Linked DNA regions of Mus musculus: region 1 is linked to region 2. The links are chromatin contacts, called in public Hi-C maps. All regions are on one chromosome and are shown on one strand. The core of a region is the stretch at or near the end of the contact, and the rest is flanking DNA. Distances in the headings are between cores, read along the strand shown.

The links. Hi-C and Micro-C count contacts between places; a contact is called where the count stands out from the background.
Region 1: a contact with region 2 is called in a Hi-C map of pancreatic cancer cells, with 5 times the contacts expected there. The contact joins two enhancer-like sites. A contact is called at or near these places in 19 of 39 promoter capture datasets (the 3T3-L1 cell line, 3T3-L1-derived adipocytes, the C10 cell line and 12 more), 6 of 15 datasets of contacts at CTCF or cohesin (the NIH/3T3 cell line, embryonic stem cells, large pre-B cells and 2 more), 111 of 484 Hi-C or Micro-C datasets (3T3-L1-derived adipocytes, B cells, the BV-2 cell line and 53 more), 14 of 115 datasets of contacts at active chromatin or transcription factors (the NIH/3T3 cell line, SST interneurons, differentiating embryonic stem cells and 9 more) and 3 of 9 other capture datasets (embryonic stem cells, liver and macrophages).

The regions. Positions count from the first base shown.
Region 1 is chr3:84,310,861-84,316,474 of GRCm38.p6, forward strand. No RefSeq gene overlaps it. Among named protein-coding and RNA genes, the nearest start is that of Trim2, 54 kb to the left of the region's middle. Within about 2 kb of position 1,726, at least 57 of the 459 cell types and tissues checked have an H3K27ac peak or open chromatin away from gene starts, as enhancers often do. A contact at or near this core is called in the BV-2 cell line, bone marrow-derived macrophages, embryonic fibroblasts and 3 more, where this site is marked.
Region 2 is chr3:83,913,087-83,918,871 of GRCm38.p6, forward strand. It overlaps Tmem131l (transmembrane 131 like), which reads right to left. Exons shown (of 35, transcript NM_172681.4): 27 at 178-302. Among named protein-coding and RNA genes, the nearest start is that of Tlr2, 74 kb to the left of the region's middle. Within about 2 kb of position 2,850, at least 33 of the 459 cell types and tissues checked have an H3K27ac peak or open chromatin away from gene starts, as enhancers often do. A contact at or near this core is called in the BV-2 cell line, bone marrow-derived macrophages, embryonic fibroblasts and 3 more, where this site is marked.

The DNA.
Region 1 (5,614 bases), core at 476-2,975, 400 kb after region 2:
AGACAGATGGACAGACCTATATGCATTTGGAGGATGGAGCACAACCCCAACAGTAACACTTTATTTTTTCTCTCAGCCATTTTATACTTTCTTAGACAAAGGTTCTTTGTAAAATTACCTCATAGATAAAGTGTTACACAAAAGGGGAGTTACAGTCGGATGTTGATAGTAAGTTCAAAGCGGTGTTTCATTCTATAAGCTCATTATAAGTTCAAAGCAACAACAGTGTCACATGGCCTTGCTTTATCAGAGTGCACACCCGTGACTTCATCCTTGGACCTGACCTAGAATGAATGCTTTTCCTTGATCATAAATCTGTCTGAAGCCTATTTTTCTTCCTGGTGTAATTGTGAAAGCTCATTGCATTCCTTATTATGCACTTTTTACTTACTATTCTATGAGGAGGGGCATACTCTGTTCTTCCTCATTCTGACTTTATTATATCTTTCTGCCAAAACAAATAAGCCATCTCCTTACACTTTCTTCCTAAAATTATTTGAATCAAGTCAGGAATTCTATAAAGTCATTAACTCATCTAAACAGCATGAATTTATGAAAGTTCATCTTTGTGTTGATCTGCAGGAAATTTGCCCAATCAGATAGGCTGATGCCCAGGAATCGTTGGGCTATGTAATAGTGTCAGGAAAGACATATCAGCAGCAAGAAGCAACCCTGGGACGAAGTCTCTGGGGCTGTGCCTCTCCAGAGTGTCTGCATCACAGCCATGCAAAATGGTGGGCCACCTCAAGGAAACTTACTTGCCATATCTTTCCTAGATGGCTTCTGCCAGTTAGTCATTTCCAGTGTTCAAGGGAATGCAGACAGACAGACAGACAGGCAGACAGATGGACAAGAAGGTTAAGTCAAATGTGAGTTCTGAGTTGAGCTGCAGTTCTCAGTGTGAATTCACGGGGCATCTATCTATCTTGTCTATGAGGAGGAATATAGAAGCAAATCATAATATTCTCCACAAAAGACAACAAGATCCTTGGACCACTGGCTAAATCCCAGCGTAAGATGAGGCTGGACCATTCTATTACACCAAATATGTGTGAGCTACCAAAGACTACCAAAGTTACATCCAAAGGATCCAGAAACCATCTCCAGAGGCTCCACTAACCAAACAAGGAACAGAGCATTAAAATACAGAGTGCCTGTCAGCAACTGCAGCCCCTCAGAGTGTCACAGTCCCATGGGTCATCTTCTGAGGGTGACCTGGAGGTATCTGCCAACTATTGCCTGTAACTAGTCTTGCCAAATTTTGTGTGCAATGAAAATGGTTATGAATTCCACTTTAGAACTTCATGTGGGACCTGCTGGGAATGGCCACAGTACCTGTGCCCCAGGAAGAGCAAATGGTGGGGTGGGACTCACCAGTCTGCTTTATCATGGTACACGGAGCTGCAGTGGGAGGTCTCACGCCCAGGCTCCCTGGGATGGCTGACCATCTTTCCCACAGGTGGGCTTTCTAAAGTGGCATTGTCTGGGTTACAGGATTTCTCACAAGCAGCCCCAGGCACCACCTCTAAGGACACAAAGCAGAATCTATATCTCTACGGGACACAGGTGTAGGTTTCATCCACCATCACCTTCACGTGCTCTACTGTTTAGAGCAGCCGTGTGCAGGCAGATTCAGTGACTGGCAAAAGCCCAACACAACAGGGAGTGTCTGTACTCCCAACCCCCACAGGAATGAATCCATTTTCTTGAAAACTACATAGTAAGAGCAAGAATCTTCTGACTCATACCACTGCGAAGTCATATCCTATGTGAGAGGTGACATTTTGTATAATTATTCTACTGATGATGGAAAATAAAGGACGAGAGCCCACAGGATCCCAGGAAGACAAGCAACTTTACCATTTTTTGCATATCAACTGGAAATTCTTTTAAAGATTTGTTTATTTTATGTATATGAGTACACTGTAGCTGTCTTCAGACACACCAGAAGAGGGCATCAGATCCCATTACAGATGGTTTGAGCCACCATGTGGTTGCTGGGAATTGAGCTCGGGACCTCTGGAAGAGCAGTCAGTGTTCTTAACCCCTGAGCCATCACACCAGCCCTCAAGTGAAATTTTAACGGAGTGAGTTTTTTAAATGTTAAAGTCAGTACTTTTTTCCCTCTATTGCTGGGAATTGACCCCAGGGCCTCGCACATGCTAGATGAATGAACCATTACCAAGATATATCCTCAAACACCAAATGGCGAAATTCAGATATCACCGTTCTGAAGACCTCCCGGGAATAAATAATGAATCTAGCCTTCCAGCATCAACAGTTGATGGCTTCAGAGACAATTAGCTTGATGTGCTACGAGTGGAAGGATATGGCGCCATCTAGTGTCCTGTATAGGGATCAAGCATGCATCTGTTCCAACCCCTGAGGTGCAGGAAATGATGAAATACGGAGGAAGACCAAGACACTAAGAAACTGACCAGTGACCCCTGTGGGTCACTGAGTTGTTCTCTGGGTTCTTTAAGGAATTTCTAAGACCTTCTTGGGCAACTTGGAGAGACCCTGTCTCAGAATAAAAAGTGACAGAGGGATCGGAGATATACCGGGGTGGTACAGTACTTTCCTAACATGTGTGTGGCCCTGGGTCCAAATCACAGTTTTAAAACAAAACAAAACAAAACAAAACAAAACAAAACAAAACAAAACACAGAAAGGGCAGGGCTGGAAAGGAACCAACTGGAAAGATACAGTGTGAAGTTACACGAAATGGAGTGGTACAAGCTGAACTATAGATAAGGCTTGCACATGCGGGCGACAAAATGATCGAGAAACAAGGAAGTGGCCTGCAGTCTGCGTCAGGAGAGACCCCTGCCAGAGGAAAGTGGCAGCTTGAAGACGACCCTGGCAGGAGAGGGGTCTCTAGCTCTTTACTAGTGATGTTGCTCGGCGCACTTGCTGTGTGATTACTCGCAGCATCCTACATTGGGGGATTTCTAGGTTGTCTCTTACAGTGAACCAGACTCTGCGACCTCATTTGCTTCCCGCCACTCTTATCCACTTCTAGAGTCCAGCCAAGAACTTAGCATGGTGACTGTTGGGTCTGGTGACCTGCGAGCTGAAAAGGTCACCAATAAACCTGAGGAGAGCAGACACCTACCAGGTCCTTACTAAGTGTCCAACACTTAACATGGAGCCTCGCTCCTGAGGCGTTCCCTCTGGGAAGACTGTGAGAGACACACTTCATCTTTGACCAGGAGCTGTTAGGGCTGTGAAGGAGATTGCCTGGGGTGTTTTGTAACATGTGTGAATACCTAAAACAGCAGTATGGCTTGGCATTTACAGCAAGTGCTTACCCTATAGAGATTCAAAAGAGCCAGCTGTCTTTATGGAAAGGTCTCCCTCTTCCCCTCCTTTTCACCCTCCCCTCCCTTTCCCCTCCCCCTCCCCTCCCCCCCCCCCCCATTTGTTGAGACAGTATTTCTCTCTATAGTCCTAGCTGTCTTGGAATCCACTCTGTAGACCAGTCTGGCCTCAAACTCAGAGATCAGCCTGTCTCTGCCTCCTGAGTGCTACAAATAAAGCATGCCAGATAAGGGCTTTACATCCAACACACACACACACACACACACACACACACACACACACACACACACACACACACACGGGGTTGGGGGGTGGACTATAATATAAAGCTATAACTTCTTAGGAAACACTATTAAGTAATAGACTCCCTGACCCAAAGTTCCAAATCAAGTCATTTTTCTTAACATAAAAGTTTGTTCTCTGCGTTCAGAGAACATCAAACTTCCTTCTGTGTTCTCTGCCAAGAATATTTAAATATAAGGCCCTTTAGGAAATCTGACATGTACTGAATCTGAGATTAGTGCATTGTCCACAAGAGGGCACTAGTTCTCCAGGATGCTCAAAAAAATCATCTGGCCACAGTGTAGCAGCCAAGAACAAAAGCAGCTAACTCAGCGGTCCAAACTGAGCAGAGAGAAGTATAGTCACAAAACTCAAAAGAAACTTAACATTCAAGCGCTGCCTCCCCTATCTTCATGATCCGGCTGCAGCCTGCCACAGACGTGCTCAGTCAACCCCAGCGTGTGCATGCCTGCATGCAAGTGAGCTGAATATAAAATGAAGTCAGATACTTGAAAGCATATGGTTACTTGTTTCAAAGATACTGTATGCCTGGCATGGGGATTCCACCCTGATGTCTGAAGACTCAGCACTCCAATCTGCATGAATTTCTTCCCAGAATGGCAGGCAGAGGGCCAGCTTGAGCCTGACACAAATCCTGTTTGATGGAGATTCCACCCTAGCTTGTCCCGGCACGGGGCCCGGCTTCCTTTTTTAAAGTTTATTTTTGTTTACCAATGAAGACACACCTCATCCACTCAAGTAGCCCCACCCAAGTTTAATCAGATGGCTTTCACGGTCCATCTTTTAAGAAACAGCAAACACCCAGTAATGCAAAGACAGCAAGATCTCCCAAGAGGAGCACTCTCATGCCAGGAAACTCAAGCCTCTTGTTTACTTACTGGGTTTGAAGATTCTGCTATCAACAGTGTCTTAGTTCTGTGTTTCTTTCTTGCAGCAAGCAGTAGTACTCCAGTCTCCCCAGAGGCAGCTTAGGTGGGGCTAAGTGCCACCCCCCCCCCCAGCCCCCACACACTCCTTGTACCAAAGCAGAAGACAGCAGCTTTGGTCAGCAGAGATAATGCATTATAGCACATGATAAAGACCCAGAAACAGACAAATAATCAGGTCACCCAGTTTGCCAAAGCTTTGCTGCTGGGCTGCTGGGTTTCTTAGGGCTGCTCTCACTGTATTACACATTTAATTCGGCATGCCTGTCCAGAGGATATTTTTAGATGCAATTACCTAAAGAGCTTTCGAGTTCTGGAGTATTATCTGCATGGGTATCTCTTGGCCTAAGGAACCTAAAGTATTAAATGAAGTGAGTCTCCTTTAAAGACACCAGGGCATTGGGAAAAGGCTACCTGCATATGGGTACGTGCTTTGGGCATCCTTTCTGATGAAGAGGTATCTCAGGCAAGCGTGGTTCTGCCTCCCCTCTCCCAGCAGAGTCACCCCTTCCCAGGATTAGGAGGGAGACCCATGGAAGGGTGCCTACTGTACATCACTGTACACACGGGCTACCTGGCCGAGCAGGGCTGTCTTGGTTCCCTGTCTTTTAGACCATGAGTCTAGGCTGAGACACACAGACCCCAATACATCCCCCACACAGCAGAGTCATGCTGTTCCCCTGAGCACAGCTTTCAAGCACTTCAGTTACTTCTTGTTACAATATAGCTCCTGAATTTTCATCCTGGGCCCTTTATAGACCGGCAGGTTGTGGGATCTGAGGTGCTGAGATTGCGTAGGAAACTGTGATAGAAGGCCCATCTTGCTTCCTGAGATCTTTAACTTCCTTTGGCATCGCAGAGGGATAAGAAACACCGAGTGGGGTCTGGGGAACATGGCAGAGGGTTTGCAAATAAACTCAACAGCACAAACGAACGGGTCCAGAAGAACCACTCAGAACCTTCAATGACATTTAGGTTACAGAGATGGATGCCACTGGTCACATAGCTTAAGCCTTTGATTTTTGTAAATAAGAAAAGTGAGTCTCTCAGTCACGTGGGGCAAG
Region 2 (5,785 bases), core at 1,600-4,099:
TGTTACAGTATTTTTAAGGAGTAAAATTACAATGAGAAACTCTACTGAGTCAGCAAATTCCTCTGAGTGTGAATACAACACTGTCCTATGCTGTGGTGCCCACCTAAGCCTACAGAGGAGGCACTGCTGTCAGTGGAGATCTGCCCTGAACTGGGAAGGGGCTGCAGGAACACGTACCTGGAGGCCTGGGCAGAGGCCCTTTTCTTGTTTCTCCTACAAGGTCGGGTTTTATTCCAGTTGAGGGCTTGTGTGCTTCCTTCTCTCCTCTCCTGAAGCTTCCTCTTCCTGGAAGGATCTTCCTGCTGAAGAGGAGGAAGGAAACATTTGTGCTTTCAAGACACTATCTGAAGAGAAACTCATGACTGCCTTTAACTCTGGAGGACCAACTGTCTGCATCCAGAACGCCTCGGCTCTGCACACTCGAGACCGGCCTTTCTCTGTCTCTGCTTTGTTCTTTCTCATTCTTGTGTCTCTGCTTTCTCTGTCTGCCAAAGACAGAGAAGAAAAAGTAATTGTTGCTTATAAAACCTCCAAGGGGCTGAGAGGGAGAGATCTGCCAGTGCTATCCAGGTGGCTGCGCTAAACCTTCTGCCTCCACTTGGTCATTTGGTGTCTGACTGAATCAACTGCCCGAGCAGAATCCAAATGACCCGGGAAGGTAGGAGCTGCATCTCTACTCTAACTCGCCTGAAATGAACTTTTCACGAACAGCCAGACCACCAGAGAATGTTCTAAACTAGGTACAGCTTCTTGGGTAAATGAAGTCAGAACATGTTTCATGTGCAAATGTGGTTATGAAGAACTTAATCCAGTGTACTGACAGTTACAGGTACATGCGCTACATAGACACACATTTAAAACTTTGTCAGGTGTGGTCTATACATAGGCTCAGTTGGTGGCCATGGGATGGTCCCTTAAGTTAAGGTCCTTTAACGCATCTTCCCCATCCTCTAGGGTGTGCGCCAACCCCTCCCCCACTCCTTCCCTACTCCCCTCTTCAGCAGAGCACAGGCAAAGAGAGTCAGGCTTAACAACACTCCTGCAGCTCGGAAGGACTTGCCTCCTCCATGGTCTTCACAAATACAAAGATGTACCCCACACCAGAGACCCTGGACCCCTGGACCAGAGCTTCTCTATTGCTTTAGACTTCTTTTGTGAACAAAGCAAAGGTTAGTTCATTTCCTTTGTGGTGGCCCAGAAATCAGAGGAGGAACCCTTGGCAAGCTAACAGACATCTGGCTAACGGGCCTTGGAAGGAGAAAGAGGGAAGCTTGTGTTCAATTCCCTACTTGTCCTCAGTCCAGGCTATCAGAGCCTCCTGCATGTGTAACAGGAAAAGGCAGAGAATTTAGGTCACACAGGCAGGGGGGGCCATGGAGTTTTGCTTTCTTTTTATATTCTTTTAATCCTCCCAATATTAAATACATGATTTTTTTTTTTTACTCTAAATGTGTTTAAAAATATTGTAAGTCCCACACAGAAAGACCCGTTCTCCAGGCTTCTGTCTGATGGTCCACAGACAGGCACAGAAGAGACTACTCGGGCAGAACCACGGCTGCCAGCAATCACCGTTGTTTGTCACTAATTGCTGCTGGGGGAACTTTGTCTGTGTCCACCTTGACTGTAAGAGCCAACAAAGGCTTGTCAACTCATGCACTAAAGCCTTGCTGTCCAAGAACAAACACAGGTCAAGTGTTGGTCTTTAAATGGGGTCAGAGAGTGGGGGCTGGTCAGTGGTCACTAACATTTGTCTGCCTTTCAGAAATCAGCATGGTTGGAACAAACTGTCAGCCTGCACAACTGAGAGGTTTGTTCCAACCATGCTGATTTTGGATGGGTGTTTAAAAAAAACTTCCCTCTACCACTTAACTTTACACACGTACAAAGTGGAGGAAAATCATCTTTCCCTAGATAAAATAAAAAGATAACACAACTGTTTCCACCCAGAAGTAGTCCTGGATCCAAGTCCCATCACCCAAATCAACAACAACACCCCCAAACCAAACACCCTTGCTCATCTATCACATGTCCAATATTTTGCTAACTGGCCTAGGGGTATAGCTCAGAGGTAGGGCATGAGCTTATTAGCATGTGGGGGCCTTGAACCCAACAACAGAAGATTGTTGACACAAATGATGCTTCAGGGAGAATGAGGCCAGCTCATTCAACTGCCACCCAGGAGAAAGTCACCTGGAGTCACCCTCCTGGAAGGCAGCCTGACAATGAGGAAGCTGAACCAGTCAGTCCTGCCTGCAGCCATCACGGTGAGTCAGAACGAATCATTCATCACAGAGTTATTTATGAAGTGAAGAGGAGAGGCAGCCTGCAGAAGGAGGATGGAGTAGCATCTTCCCACTCAATACTCAACCACATGAGAAAATCAGGATTACAACTTCCATATACACGCAGTAATAGTTACTCTTAACTATCTTACACTAAAAAAAAGCTAAAGATCTCATTCAAAAAACATTACATTTTAGATACATAATACATCTCTCCCCCCTTTCCTTTTAATGTTTCTGTGATCAAAATTGCTTTTCTAAAACAAACAAACAAACAAAGCATTTAAGAGAAAATAAAAACCCAGAGCTAAGGCTTAGTCTATGGCTTCCAAGCCAGGTCTTCACCCTCCTTGTCAACAGAGAGAGCTAGTTGTCTGTGCACAACAGATTTATAGAAGCTATGAAGTCAGGCACTAAGAATGAGCAAGAAAAAAACCCTGCAAACTGCATGCACACAGTGCTCACCGAGGGCTGCTCCCTGAGTGACTCTCTCTAATGGACAGTGTGGTGCAGAAAGCTTCCACTGACCTGAAGGAACAAACCCACGGAATCAGGACACAAACACCGAGGCAATGACCAAGGTCAGCCACATGATGGCACCAGAATATCTACCTTGCAACCAAGGGCACATCCTTGGGTCCCAAAGTCCATTCTGAATTCCCCAAATCTTTGGTCCTGCAGTCTGCTAAGCAAGCTGCCAACACTGCGTGCAGATGGCTGAAAGCTGCACAGACCCAGAGTGTATGCAGGCACAGGACTGATCAGGGGCCAGTGAAGTCCTCAAATGATTTGATGGTTGAGATGAATGGGAGAAAATATCAAACCAAAACAAAAAACAAAAAAACCTCATAATGAAGGGGCAGCATACACAAGGCTCATCTGGCCCAAGGCTCATCTGGCACGGTGTAGGGTTCTGGTACATGTGTGTGGCAGAGGGAGCCAGCAGCATCACCTCTGCCTCTCAGGGCGACATGAGACCACAGGAACCTTGGCGTCATTGGCTCCATACTCAACTCCAAAACGTGGTTTCTGCGTCCCTTCCTGCATCTGTTCCTCTGCCTCGCATGCACCCCTACATCACCCAGTACTTAGATTCAGGCCACACCTTTGCTCATGCCGTAGAGAAAGTGTGACTGCAGACCTTGATTGTCACTCTGACCTACGTCTGGGATCAACTGAAGCCACAGAAGTTGGGCACACCTGTGAGGGATTTTCTTGATTGGATCACGTTAGGTAGCATCCCCTAAATCTGGGCCCTGCGATGACAGCCCACATAAAAGGACACGGGGAGAGGAAGCTCTTGCTCTCAATCTTGCTGCTGAATTCGTCTATTCAGACGCTATGCCCGGTATTAAATTCAACTCCTTCAGGATTCCAACACAGACTGAAAACCAGCAGCTGTCAAGGAGTCCTCTGGGACCCCAGCACTAGATTGGGACAGCAGGGATATTCACTCTCATGGACTAAACAACTCCAGGATTCTCAGACTGCACTGTGACACAGCCCTTGTTGGACTATATAGACCACATCTGGTAAGTCAGTCTAAATATAAACATATACTATATATGTGTATACATATGCATGCATGTGTATATATTCATATCCTCATTTTATCAGTTCATATATATTCATAATACATATATGTATACATACATAATGCATATGTGCATATGTATATAGAGAACTCTGAGTAATAAAGTCAGGCTACTACAGGTCCAGCTCCATAGAGGTAACCCCTATTCCTAACTCCTGCCTGGCAGTCCCAATATGGAGAGCTCAAGAGCCTTCCTGCCCATGTTTCCCTGTGGGTGCCTGCCTTTCAACCAGATGGGCTCCCTAGACACTCCCAGCTGTCGGCCCTGTTGGGTCCTTTTGGAGATTCTGCAGTGCTTGCTGCCTGCCTTCTTTGACCTTTCTGTGTGCTATGCTTGTACAAGATGCTACTCCCTCCAGGGCTTTCCAGAACCCTGTAGGCCAGCCTTAGTCTTGCTGCTTGATTACATCCACGTTCCTGTGCCTTTATAAATCCACTGTGAAATGTCTATGGTTTACATATTTACAGTACTTCCATTTAATTTAAGCAAGAGTCATGCTTCTTATGTAAGGTTGAACAGCCTGGAATATAGAAATAACCAGGCTCACTGACTATCTCATAAACCTTCCTTCTGAATATTTCTCCATGAGGTAGATGTGTAGGCTTACACATACATAAGGTGACAGGACAGGAAATGGATAAGGTGACATTAAGACAATTAGTTCCTTTTAGATCAAACATTATGGTCCAATTTTATAAGAATCTAATTTTTTTTAAGTAACCAAAGTAGAACCAAAGGAATTATCAACTTTCTAACATTTTTTCTGCATTATATATTAGTCATTAAAGATCTCTTTAAGGGCCAGACACTGTGGCATACGCCTTTAATCCCAGCACTCAAGAGGCAGAGGAAAGATTTTGAGGCCAACCTGGTCTACATAGTGAGTTTCAGGATAGCCAAAGCTATGAAGAGAGACCCTGTCTCCAAAACAAGACAGCTAAGAAACAGATTGCTGGGGTGTATCCTAGTGGTTCTTATCATCCGTAGGCTCTGGGTTTGATCTTCAGTGCCACAGGGACAGACAAACAGACTCACACACAAGACTGCCCTCTACCTGGAATGATCACAGTAAAAATTTCCTCCCACCTGCCTTTGACTATCCCCACTTTCCAAGTGTTTTAGATATTACTCTATCTTCAGTAATACCTCTTAGATATTACTATATCTACTAGGGTTTTTAGTATTTGCAATCTGGTTTTATTGTTTTAGTTTTAGTTCTGGATATAAAATAAGCCGATGTCAATAACAGACCTTTAATGCAACTTCTGCAACCCTAAACCTTCACGTCTACTTGGTGGGTTGTCATTCACCTGGTTTCCTCAGGACAAGTTTACAGGCTCATTTTCATTTAAAAATGTCTGCTGTAATTGCATCTCAACTTGACAGGACAAATAGTCTTTGCCCACATTTTCCTTCTCTCAATGACACCTCAATGTTGTGGGCGGTCCTGATGCTGCTTGAATTCTGATGTGGCCTTCGGACAAGCAGTCTATCACATACTCTGGATCTCATGTGAACCTTCTCCCATTTATTGGTCAATAAAAGCTAGAACCTGTGACTGGGCAGTGGAGGGGAAAGGTGGGATGGGAGGCCTTGGAGAGTGGGGGCAGGCAGGTAGGGAGAGAAGTGAGAGAAGGAAGGAGAAGGGAGGGAGGAGGAGGAGGAAGGGAAGGTGGAGCAGAACCACACAGCTAAGAGAAACTGCAGGTAGCAAAGGGTCTCATAGCTGGGGAATACATTAGCATCGAGCTAGAGCTGCCCAATCTAGGCGGACCACTGAGAATAATTGGATTATGTAGGTTTTCCGTATGGGATTATTGGGGTGGGGAATTACTGCACCCATTTGCTGACATTATTTGATCCCACAGAGATGTCTGAAGCAGGCTGAAGTTTGTGTTTCTGGTTTTC